Regions from separate parts of the Mus musculus genome. Here region 2 is linked to region 1. The links are chromatin contacts, called in public HiChIP or PLAC-seq maps. All regions are on one chromosome and are shown on one strand. Each heading gives the region's core, a stretch centred on a gene start, on an enhancer-like site or on the middle of the called end of the contact. The rest is flanking DNA. Distances are from core to core; before and after follow the strand shown. Region 1 holds the start of Ddx60 (DExD/H box helicase 60). Region 2 overlaps Ddx60 (DExD/H box helicase 60).

Region 1 (6,078 bases), core at 2,413-4,912:
AATCAGGTCATTTTCCTCAATGGTCAGTTATTGGAAAAAAACAAAACAAAACAAAACAAAACAAAACAAAAAAACCCTTAGAGTACCAAACTGTAGGTAAGTACAGAGGGAAGGCATAAGACAGAAACACTGACTATGTTACATAGAGGAAGGTTGAAATGTTAGCTTATGTAGCTCACCCTGACAAGACAGAAACTCAAGAATTCAAAGAGGCTAAAGTCCAGGGCATAAAGTAAAGTGGAAATGGAATGTGTGCTTATCAAAGACTCTGTGAAAGGACAGGGTGTAGCACCTGAGCAGATATTGGAGGTGGAGAAAAACAAACAAAAACCACAAACACCAAAGCATAAAACATAATCCTCAGCTGCTTTATGCACTATGGGGCATGATGTGGTTTAAATGTGTCACCCAGAGTTATGTGCTATAAACACAATCATTACTGTGATCAAGTGGGAGCGAGGGCCCTGAATGGCAGGTATTTGTTGAATTTATAAAGGCTCTGCCTTCACAGATGGATTATAGCAACTAATGGGCTGTGACTTGGGTTTTCACTGTACCCCATCAGTGGTTCTCAACCTATGGGCTGCAACCCTGTGGGGGTCAAGCAACCCTTTCACAGGGGTTGCCTACCAGATATCTTTCATATCAGATATTTACATTATGACTCATAACACTAGCAAAATTACAGCTATGAAGAGACAACCAAAATAATTTTATGGTTGGGGTAGCTACAACATGAGGAACTGTATTGAAGGGTCCCAGCATTAGGGAGGTCGAGAACTGCTATTATAGACGCTACCAACGAGGACTTTTTGCCAGATGCTGGCACTCTGGATTTCAAAGTTTCCAAAATTACAATAAATGCATTTTTCCTTATAAATTACCCAGACTGTGTTATCTTATTTTAGTAACACGGAACAGACAAAGACTAGAAAATTGAGGGGGGTGAATCAAAGTTTATTAAGTTATTCACTGAAAAATCTGAAGTCACTGAAAGTCAAAACAACCATGAACACCACAGAGTTTGCTTACCCTAAAAATGCCCACAAAGAAAATCCCCAAATGATAACAACAGCACACAAGTTTAATTAAAAAAAAAATGAAAAGAAAACAGTTGGTCTATAGGCTGGAAGAATTTCAGTTCTAGAAGGAGAAGCATTTGTCAGAGTTCATGTAACTGAAAATCCTATAAGCAAACTTTTGGTTTTCATTAAGTTTGGTATTATGTCACCACTTATTGTCTTTGTATCACTTTAATCATCAAAATCACTTACCTCATCAAAAAAAGCAACACAAAAATATCCATCTTGTAAAACCTGGAATAGTATGATAATAAATATGAGGATATTCCCACATCACTGAGCTCATAGTCGTCTCCTGTGTTGTAAGAGTCTTAGTTTTGCTACTAGCAAATATGTCATGGTTTTTCTACTACATTAGCTTACATGACTGTATTACATTTAGTTAGTTTGTTCGTTCACTTTTTGGGGCTCCTGTACTGAATTATTCACAGTCGCTTAGAACAAGAGTAACTTGTTCTTAGTTCTGAAAGTCAGTTTCACTGGGTTCAAATCCAAGCGCCATCAGGAGTGGTTTCTAGAAGATCTAGAAAGGAATCTGTTTTCTGTAATACTAACCTGTCAGACAGGATGTTTCCACTGGCACAGTAGTGGTATGATAACCAACGACATTCTGATTTTAGGATTTTAGGTCTATTCTACAGGAGCAACTCATGTCTGACCTAATCCAAAACCCATGAATGGCGAAGTTATAGGCTCTAAAGGGGAAACTACTCCTGTTGCTTTGCTATATGGATATGATGTCAAACCGCCTTCTAAATATTTGTATCTATATTCATAGATTTGGGTGGCTCTGGAGTAGGTGATGGTTAATGCAGAGATAACTGGTGAATAAGGGACAGCTGGGCACTCATCCTAAAATGAGACATTGATATCTTTTCCTCCAAAGCTCAAGGAATATTATGGGGGAAAGGAGGGAAAGAATGTAAGAGTCTCAAACAGGAAAGAGTGCTGTGAAACACTCTCTTCTGGACACGACATGCCTGTTATACCTGTGAATTCATAGTAACAGTGACTATCAACACAAGACAAGGCTCATCAACGTTCCATCACTGATGAGGGGAGCTCATGAGCTCTTCCTGAGGACCAGTAAACATTAACAGTGAGGGAGACATATCCCTCAATGGTGGCCACAGAGTTGTCCTTGCTCCAGTAAATTATATATATATATATCCTGATGTGACATGTCCTCAGCCTACCCCCTGTGTGCTATAATTGTAGACTTTTGACTTGAAAACCCTGTTTTCTCCACCGAGAGCTCTCCTGAGGTGCCAGCTTACTCTTGGTCAGCTGGCTGTGTAAAGAACTCACAGTGCTCACAGTTGGCTTAATAAGCATGGAGATTTGTAACCTGGAGTAGATTATTTCAATTTCATTCCTTGGTTTGTGGTTTTCCATCATCTTCATAGAGTCTTGCTAGAAGACTACATATGTAATCAAATTACCAGCCTGAATTTCTGCCTCTGTCACCACATTAAGAACCTGCTTATGATTATTTTGGGCCCACCTGAGATAATCCACTTATATCATGCTCCTTGGTTTAGGCTATGCGTGCAGTATCTATTACCACAGTTACCACAGTCTCAAGGAATTAGGTCGCTGACTTAAATTGGAGGGAACAGGAAAGGGTGACATTTTCTCACCCAGGAGGACAAAGCCTCAACAAAGCCCAGACACCTCTACCTTTTCAGGTAGTATTTTAATGTAAAGGAGGACAGAAAGGGTGGGACCTTTTCTTACTGTTACCAAGGAAACAGGGGCTAGGTCAAAAGCTGACCATGAGGGAAGGGTCCATTCTTAATGGCCTTCAAAACAATGGATGTTTCTCAAGTTATCTCAACACATTGCATTCTGTTGCTCTTTCCCCATGGATGAGAGTTCTGCCAGTGCCTGACAAAATAGCTTTTGGTCCCATTGTTGTCACGGTCACCCAAATGCAAGAGTCCCCCACTTTCTAGAATTCCAATATTGAAAATAGAATTGTCATATTTAGAGCCTTCCTAAAGTTCAGCAAGCATAGGATACTAAGCAAGCCAGCTTTCAAACCCAAATTTCAGGTATTGACAGGTAAAAAACCAAGCCAAACCAAATCAAACAAAATCAAAGGAAAGAAAAGTTATTAAGGCTGAGATAAAAGTAGGCTCCATTTTCAGCTTGTTTAGTAGTGCCATTCGGCTAAAGAAGATCCCAAATGGATTAATCACAGGCTTCAATAATAGACTCATGTAATCTCAAATTCCTACCTACCTTTAAAATACTACCTGAAAAGGTAGAGGTGTCTGGGCTTTGTTGAGGCTTTGTCCTCCTGCTGTCGTTAGCACAGTAGGAGCAATTGGCACAGCGCCCGGAGTTCTGCTGCTACAGCCTCTCCAATGTTGCCTTGCTTAGATGTCTCCAGATTTCCCTGTCAAATCCTCCTCCTTACCTCAAGAATCCCAAAGCCTCTGGTTTTCCTACCTTAACAGTACTAACTTTACCAAAGGATGCGCAAAGCTGCATTCACCAAATGCTCTTTGATTAGTGATGAATGGAAACCGAAACTTAAAGCTTCTGGGAGCAGAAGAGAAACCGAAACTATCCTTCACTTATAAAAGGCGGCCTGAGAGACTCACAAGTTGCCACTTTTTGGAGCTAGCGATTGGTCTTAGGTCTCCTGTGGTCGACTGTGTGCTTGCTTGTTACCTGCAGCGCGGACCAGCGCGCTCAATACCTGCTGCGCAGACCAGCGGTTCTCTGCACGTAGCAGGTCCAGGTTCCCGGTCTGGGCTTCCCGGTGAGGCCAGGGGGTTGCTTCTGGGCTCGCCAGGGGATTGTAGGGCGTGCCTAGGTCAGAGTATCCCAAAAGAGGAGCTGGAGCGGAGCTGAGGGGACAGCACTAGGAGGTAGCTTTCAATGGGCAGTGGAGCACAGACCCACCTACCCCAGTGGCCAGTACTCGGTGGACCACAGAGGGAAGAGGTCTGAGTGGTGAGTGGCAGGGAAAAAGATGCCTGACTCAGTCTCTTGAGGATCCTTTGTAAACGGGTAGCTGGGATAGGGATCAATAAGTAGGGGCATTGGGGTGTGTGCACAGCCAATAAATGTTGAACATCCCCACCAATAGTTTTTCTCCTAGGTGCCGAATCGAATCGGGGCCCTACTTCAGGCTTCCAGAGCTAGAAGCAGAATGTGAAGAAAAACCCAGATGAATTGTAGTTGCCCTGAAATTGCAGTGGCTAAGACAAGTTATGCTTTACTGCAGAAATGCATCCCCCCACCCAATCTCTTCGTATGCTAGCCCTAGCAGTCTCCCTGGGCTTCCTGGTACTCCCCATGGAACCCAGGTTGGGCCAACTTGGAGTATCCCGCTGCCTCAGTCTCCCTGTTTGAGTCATCTGAGATTTAATGTATTCATGTGTAAGGAGCAGGGATTGATTTTCTGTTTCCTCATCACAAATCAGCACAAACTGAGTTGCTTTAAACACAATAGGTGTTTTATTTTACAGATTCTGTTTAGGCACAGGCTAAGTGCTTTTTGCAAAGCCCAGCATAGAACTCAAGATGTCTGCCAGGGCGGAGCCAGGTTCTGGGTGCTCATTTTGGTTCCTTGAGGTCAGTAAGAAGTCTGGAATTCTCTGATTTCTTGCAAGTTGTTGATTAAGGGTAACTCAGAGTCTGATACCTTCCATTGTCACACTTCAGGTCACTTCTCACAGGTGGCTGTACTTTCCAAGGATATAGGAGGCTTTCTCAATTAACTAACATGCCTCATTACCAGAGAGACTGTCCTGGTAATAAGGGTGTCAGGACGCCCAACATATATATACGTATATACATATATGCATATATATATACATATATACATACATACATATATACATACATACATACGTACATACGTACATACATACATACATATATACATATATGCATATACATATACACATATACACATATTCATATATACACATGTATGTGTATGTATCAGGTCTATCATGTTTTGCAGGATTTTGTGACAATTCTTGTAATTTCTTTTCATAGTGAGTAAAAGAATGAGAAATCAGTAAATAGCTTTTAGATTCACTTTTTAAGTGTGTGTGTTTGTTGATGTGTGGGAATATGCATTTGAGTGCAAATATACTAGGAGTCCAGCGTGGTTGGATCCCTTGTGCTGTTACAACCTGTTGTGAGCCTGTGTACATTCTAGGAACAGAAGTTGGTTGGTCCTCTACAACAGCAGTAGACAGTCTTAATTACTGCATCATCTGCCATCTTTCTGGCCCTTTATATGTTCATACTTTCTAAAGGCACAACGTGCCTGTGGGGATCAGAGGACAATCTGCAGGGATGTGTTCTCTTCCTCTCTCAGGTAGGTCTCAAGGATAGAATGCAGGTCATCTGGCTGGGTGGCAAGCACCTTTACCCACTGAGCAATTTTATTGGTCCGGTTATGTAGATATTATTCAATGTCGATGCAGTCTGCATGTTTTAGCCTGAAAATATAGTCCTATATTACTGTGGCTACCCCTAGAAGTAGTCTTACTACATGTAAACTATGTACATAGCTCCATTGAATCTTTTTATTTTCCACAGTTTCTCTGTGGATTTTGTTTTGCATCCCCCCTCTTCCTTTAGCTAGAATTACAATTCAAGATGAGAATTGGTGGAATGCCTCACTTTACAATGACAGGTTATATCTTTTTGCATTCTCAATGAACTAAAATGTATGTTTGATGCAGAATCCTGGCTTCAAGGTATTTTCTTTTAGAAATTTAAAAACATGTTTTTTTCCCTCATAAAAGTATCCAGCAATATTTTTTCTTTTCATTCTTTTGAATGGCCTATACATACATGTTATTAACAGCTTGTCATGCACATACTGCTACTAATGACTTGCTTGGTATAATTTAATGGTCCAGTCCAGGCGGTACATGAAGGAGTACAATCCTTATGGACAATAACTAGACTCAGTGTTCCAGGAGGGTTTGTACCAGTGGGGTGAGCGTGAGCTCTGGGATGG
Region 2 (6,078 bases), core at 2,670-5,169, 75 kb after region 1:
ACCACTCCTCCTGGAGAGTACTCTGGTCATCAGAGAAGCCTCTCCAGGCAGCCAGTGGTGGCCACATTGTACATTGTACAGACAGTACATTTTGCTACACACAGCTCTCATGGACCTTGTAATCTACCCTCAGGAAGGATAGGCTTAGAATTTGTAGGTTGATTTTTGTCTTGTTGACACACTCTTGGGTTCAAAACCATGTCTGCTTTTGTGTTAGGTCATGTATAGAAGTCTGTATATTGTAGTCAGAATTCTAGACTTCAGTGTCATATACCCATTTGAAAACTTGGATACCTGTAGAGCAATATATTTAGAACCTGACAGCATTTCTTAAAATTGGAGTCTTTCTAAAATTTTCACCAAAGTGTCACTAAGATATCTGAAATTGGTTTGCCCCATCATTGTTAGACTTTTTGCCCTTTGAACTTGTTTATAAATGACATATTTGACAATACAACCAGTTTCAACATACACACTTACACATACATTTACGTGTGTTCATTGTATCATGAATCATTTTTTTTTGTCAGCTTCATAATCTGTTTCATGACCAAGTATTTATACTATTGTTTCAATTGATCCTTGACATTCTGTCTTATAAGGAGCTATGTAATCAAAATAGCTAGGTACTAGCCTTTTACTTTTGGAGACTTAAGTCTTCTCTCTAGATATTGATCTTTATATATAACACTGGACACAACTGGATTTCCCCTTGGGACACAGGTAATTTTTAAAAAAATATTTATTTATGTATTTATTTATTTGCTTTACATCCCACTCATCACCCCCTCTCCATTACCTCCTCCTACAATTCTTTCCCTGTCCCCTCTCCTCTGAGCAGGTGGGGGCCTCCATGGGTATCCTCCTACCTTGGCACATCAAATATCTGGAAGCCTAGGTGCATCCTCTCCCACTGAGGCCAAACAAGACAGCCCAGCTAGAAAAACATATCCCATATATAGGCAACAGATTTTAGGAATTCAACCCCCCCACCCCCCACATGTTCAGGACCCACATGAAGACCAACCTGCATATCTGCTACATATGCACAAAGAAACCTAAGTTTAGCCCATGTATGTTTTTTGGTTGGTGGTTCAGACTCTGAGAGCCCCAACGGTCTAGGCTAGTTGACTCTGTTGGTCTTTCTGTGGAGTTGTATCCCTTTTGGGGCCTGCAATCCTTCCTCTTATTCTTCTATAAGAGTCCCCAAGCTCTATCCACTGTTTGGCTGTGAGTGTCTGTATCTGTCTGAGTCAGCTGCTGTGGAACCTCTCAGAGGCCTGCCATGCTAGCTGTCTGTCTGCAAGCATAACAGAGCATCATTAATAGTGTCAGGGATTGGTGCTTGAGACATGGTTATTTAAAAAAGTCATCAGTATGTCGTTTTCAATGGGAAGGAGCCATTTCGTGGCCTTACACTACAAAGGTTTTGCTTTACTTTCTGGGGGAAGTTTAGTAAAATTCCATAGGCACTTGATTTTGTTCAGGTGGGAGTGGGCCCCTCTTATACCTCCCTTGAGGCTTGACTACTCCTTTGGCAGATCTTCAGTCCGAGAACTGAGGTGCAACTGGGTTGGTCTATGTCAAGGGGAGTGGAAGTTTTTTTTAAATGGTGATTGTTGCTTCCATAAAATGTTGTTATTGTTATATAGAAGAAAGGCCTAATTATTATGTATTATATCTACTGTTTTCGTTAAACATTGAATTGCTATAGAACCTGATAAGCAATGTTCTAAATCTTTGGTTTCTTTTAGTTATTGCAGAGGGTGTTTCACCGGGTGAGATTCGAACGTAAAGGTGAAACACTGAAGAGGTTGGCAGAAAGGGGCATTGGCTACCACCACAGTTCCATGAGTGCCAAAGAAAAGCAGTTGGTCGAAATTCTCTTCAGGAAAGGATTCATCAGGGTGGGTCAATTTTTCATTGTAAAAATTGAGACTGTGAATATATAAAGCCACTCTTTTATATATATATATATTTCCCTCATGTAGCTATGTCTCATGGGCTGTAGATTTGGTTTCCTGGATGTGACAGTTTTGCATATGCCCTTTGACATTTAATTGGGGAAATACTCTATGCTGGTCTCAGCTGTGTGTCTTACTTTTTAGTTCTCATATGGAAGGTTGGTTGATGTGGTTTTGCTACAGATATTCTCTCCAAGATTTGGAGGGGATTATAATATTCAAGTTTGGGGCAGATCTTTTTCTACTGTGGTAGCTGAAAGAAGCACATGGTTATCTATCTGCCTCCTCGGGGGCTTCTGGTTATCTCAGCAGAGCTTGCAGATGTGTCAGTAGCTACTGAAGCTTTTCCTGTTACTGATGGGGAACAAGAGGAAGATTGCAATGAATAACTTTCAGTCCACATCCTTGCCATCTTTGTCTAGTACATCCTAGGAAGGCTCATGACGGTGATCCAGACAAGTATACAGAAGGCCCTTAGATCATTACTAACTCAATCTGAATCTTGACTAATATTTAAACACTGACCCTGACGACTAAACATTATCCACTTTGACTTTTGTGTGCCATAAAGTAAATGAAGGGGAGGATGGAAAGAAGAGAGAGAAAAACAGAAAGAGACCTGGCCAAAATACTACTGATCAGTAATTTCTTAGTCACTATAAAGTTATGAGTAACAGATACTAGGGAAATATGATAGCTTCATCAGAGCGCACATTTTCAGAAGGTACATAAGGCTGTTCCTTTTCTATATGTAAAGTTTCTACTCTTTCAAAGTTTGTGCTTGTTAAAGGGATTTGAAAAATAAATATTTAACAATTAGCATGTTTTATTTTGACATATGTATAAGCCTCTGTGAAATGTAATTATTAAAAAACAAGCCACACTATTGCTGGCTTGGCACCAGCCAGTGGTCTCAGTATGTTGCCTGAGACCACTTGTTCCCCCTTGTCAATGCTGGCACACTCCTAAATTTCTGACCTAGCTGGGGGAACATTCTCCCAACTCACACAGTTACCTTTCTCCTTGAGCTCAGTTGAGTCGCCAGAAAATGGAAAACACCAGACAATCTTAGTTTAGAATCAACAGATAGCACATTTGCTGGACATGGAATCTATCACCCTAAACTCATGAACTAGTCTATGTTAGAAATCTTCTGGTGATGGATTCTGCAACCAGATCTAAGAGTTCCTGGTATACATGGTGCCTTCTATGGCTCCCACCTCGCAGTCCAAAAAAGTTCATTTCTCCTTGTGTTCCTTCTTCCTCTCTCGGGCCGGAAGGACTGCCTCCTCCTGATCCAGTGATTGGCTTCTTGTCGTCTTTATTATCCAATTAATTAGGGGGAAATTCTGCTACAAGCCTCAGTTACAAAACAATTAGAAAACATCAATTTATAACCATAAACATCATCAGAAAACAGTACAAACAGCCACCAGTATAAGGAGACAGCAAAAGTCACCATATGTTAACTACATCAGGAAAAAAAAATGAGCAAGAAGTTAGATGATATGAATAAACTTCACACTCTCATCTAGTTCTTATTAGTGATCATGCAATCTAACGGCAGAAAAAGTGAACGTACTTTATTGTTATATCATTTCTCAATGAACTTTGGTTGATCAAATATTTACCAGGAAGTAGCCTTATAAAAGATTTATTGCCCTCTCACAGAGAAATTTCTCTTCTCATATTTTACATACAATGTTTCCTGCAGTACTTATCCCATGCTGGATGTTCTTTGTGACTCTGGATATACAACTATGAATAATGCTTGCACTTTTATATTTGAAAGGTAAACTGAGGTACTAAACAGAGAGGTAGATGGGGATGGGAGAAGATAATTATTTTAGATGTGCCCAGAAGTTTCTCTGTGACATTTGTGTCACACAATTAAGGTGTGTGTGTGTGTGTGTGTGTGTGTGTGTGTGTATGCCCCAACCTGCAGGGATAATCAGCAGGGACCCAGGGCAAGGGAAACAGAGTGGGAGGGACAAGAATCATGAAGAATGAGAGCAAGTCAGTTTCCTGATCAAGCTCTGAAAAACTTTATTCAGGAGTGGCAATATAAGAAAGAAAAGAGGAGGTGCCAAGGGAGGGGGGAAGAGCCCAGGGATTCTCTGAAGGTCAGGCAATCTTCAGCATCTGGAACCTACGGACTCAGTGTCCTCTCTATCCACAAACATTCTTACTGTTACGACCACAAACGTTCTCTCAGGATTGTTTATATAAGCTAGAAAATTTCCACAAAGCCATGACTGAGGCCATGGCTCCCAGCATCTCCTCCCTTTTAATTATTTTCACTAAGGCCCCATGGATCTGGGGTGATTAATAGTCATCTCATCCTTGGATGAGTGGATGTTAACCAGCAGGGGGAGCATTGACCTGATTCCTCTCATGAGTTCCATCAATACCCACAGTCATACCTCTTTGTATTTTGTGGGGAGGGGAGGCAGAACCTTAGAAAAATCCTTAGGATTAGGTTGAAAACAGATACCAACCTCCTTACAAATCAGGTTTGTCTCACGGGGAATTCAGTGATGATCCATGTGAGACCGTCCCCTGTGGTGCTTAGCCTTGCAACCCATGCTGATGCCCATAGTGGATTCATATTATCAAAAACCAGTATGCACAGGTCTGAATCGTATGCAGTTCCTGAAAGAGAATTATCAACCTCAGGTTCAGCAAGGCCTCTGTCAGCCAAATCAAGTCTATAATAATGAATTTGCAAAGGTCTTGATGTCATGGAATCAATCTGCTGTTTTATAAAACCAGAAATTTGTTTTAAAAAAATAAAAGGCCCCAAAGTTATTAATAATAAAATGCTTTTTAAAGGTCCAAGGAGGGGCATCAAGAGGGTGAACATAGAGGACTTCCAGCAATTAGCAGCAGCAGCTGAAAACTGTGTTCTCTGGAGCTCCAAATTAAGTGAATGTAACTGTTGTATTGGAGTTCCCACTCATTCAGAGAGAAACTTATTCCTCTTTCAGAAAGAGACAGGCGCCACCTTTCTCAGTGGTCCGCAAATCAAGTGCTAGTCAATTCTCTAAGGCAACTTGGGTGAGGGAAGTTAATTGTCTCTGTAAAGAAGCTAATGATTCAATGGAGGCTTCCACCGCCAATGGGTTAAAGTTCCTCCAGCCAAACAGGCAGCCAGAGGTTACCAAGGAGGCGCTGGCCACTACAGGAAGGAAAACAGCTTGCTTTATCCTAATATCCGGGGGACTATTCCAGCTCAAATACTTGGAGGGAGTTAGCAAGGTCAACTGAGGAACTAGGGTCACAGGAAGACACAGCAATTCTTTATTTATGTTTTTGGAAAGAGTTTTAGTAAGGGTACCACTACACTACACCAAATAAATAAATAAATAAATAAATAAATAAACAAACAAACAAACAAATAAATAAGAACCCTCAGGGGCAATCAGATCCTGACTAGGTGAGCTAGTCTGATTGCACAAATTATCACTGGGACTAGTATAGCAAAATTTAAATTGCTGTTGTTCAGGGATCAATAACAAGGATATGTCAGAAATTGAGGAAAAGGTCTTAGGACTGGCACCAGACATATTAAAAGGGATGAGATAAGGGATAGCTGTCAATGGAGGGCATCCTAATGCTGCACAAAGGAAGCAGGCTGAGACATTTTCTAATTCAGTAATACTGGCAAGTATCAGGCCCTCTCTTAAGAGAGATAGCCAGGGAAAAAGGGTGATGTGTTTACAATGTGGAGAGAGCTCAGCTTCTTTTCTTTATTCTGTATTATTGTTGTTCTAAGAAGCTCATAATTTTTTTCTTGCAAAACTAGGGCAGAAGTTCCTGTAGCTGCACCTCCCACAAAAGCATATGGAGACTTTAGTTTTAAATCTTAAGTAACTAATTTCCCTGTTGATAGTGAAATTTCCTCCAGCAGGCATATCCATCAACTTAGTGTTGTTTACCATTACCACAACTTCTAGGCCTTCCCATACTGTTGGATGTAATAAAGGGTGAATCAGGGACAAAGGCCCAATACAACTTCTTTATCATCAGTGTCAAGACACTCTCTACAAACTCATGATCAGCATCATTCTTTGTCCCAGCATCAGCATGTCTCATTAACCACTCTGGCCGCTAG

Evidence for each region. HiChIP or PLAC-seq counts read pairs in DNA pulled down with a chosen protein or histone mark.
Region 2: a contact with region 1 is called in an H3K4me3 HiChIP or PLAC-seq map of intestinal crypt epithelium, with 5 read pairs. The contact joins the enhancer-like site here to the promoter of Ddx60 in region 1. A contact is called at or near these places in 4 of 39 promoter capture datasets (cranial neural crest, embryonic stem cells and macrophages), 6 of 484 Hi-C or Micro-C datasets (embryonic stem cells, erythroblasts, nephron progenitors and 1 more), 1 of 115 datasets of contacts at active chromatin or transcription factors (intestinal crypt epithelium) and 3 of 9 other capture datasets (adipose tissue, liver and pancreatic islet).

Annotation. Positions count from the first base shown.
Region 1 is chr8:61,924,425-61,930,502 of GRCm38.p6, forward strand. It overlaps Ddx60 (DExD/H box helicase 60), which reads left to right and starts at 3,663. Exons shown (of 38, transcript NM_001293783.1): 1 at 3,663-3,852.
Region 2 is chr8:61,998,797-62,004,874 of GRCm38.p6, forward strand. It overlaps Ddx60 (DExD/H box helicase 60), which reads left to right. Exons shown (of 38, transcript NM_001293783.1): 28 at 1,755-1,907. Among named protein-coding and RNA genes, the nearest start is that of Ddx60, 74 kb to the left of the region's middle. Within about 2 kb of position 3,920, at least 9 of the 459 cell types and tissues checked have an H3K27ac peak or open chromatin away from gene starts, as enhancers often do. A contact at or near this core is called in intestinal crypt epithelium, where this site is marked.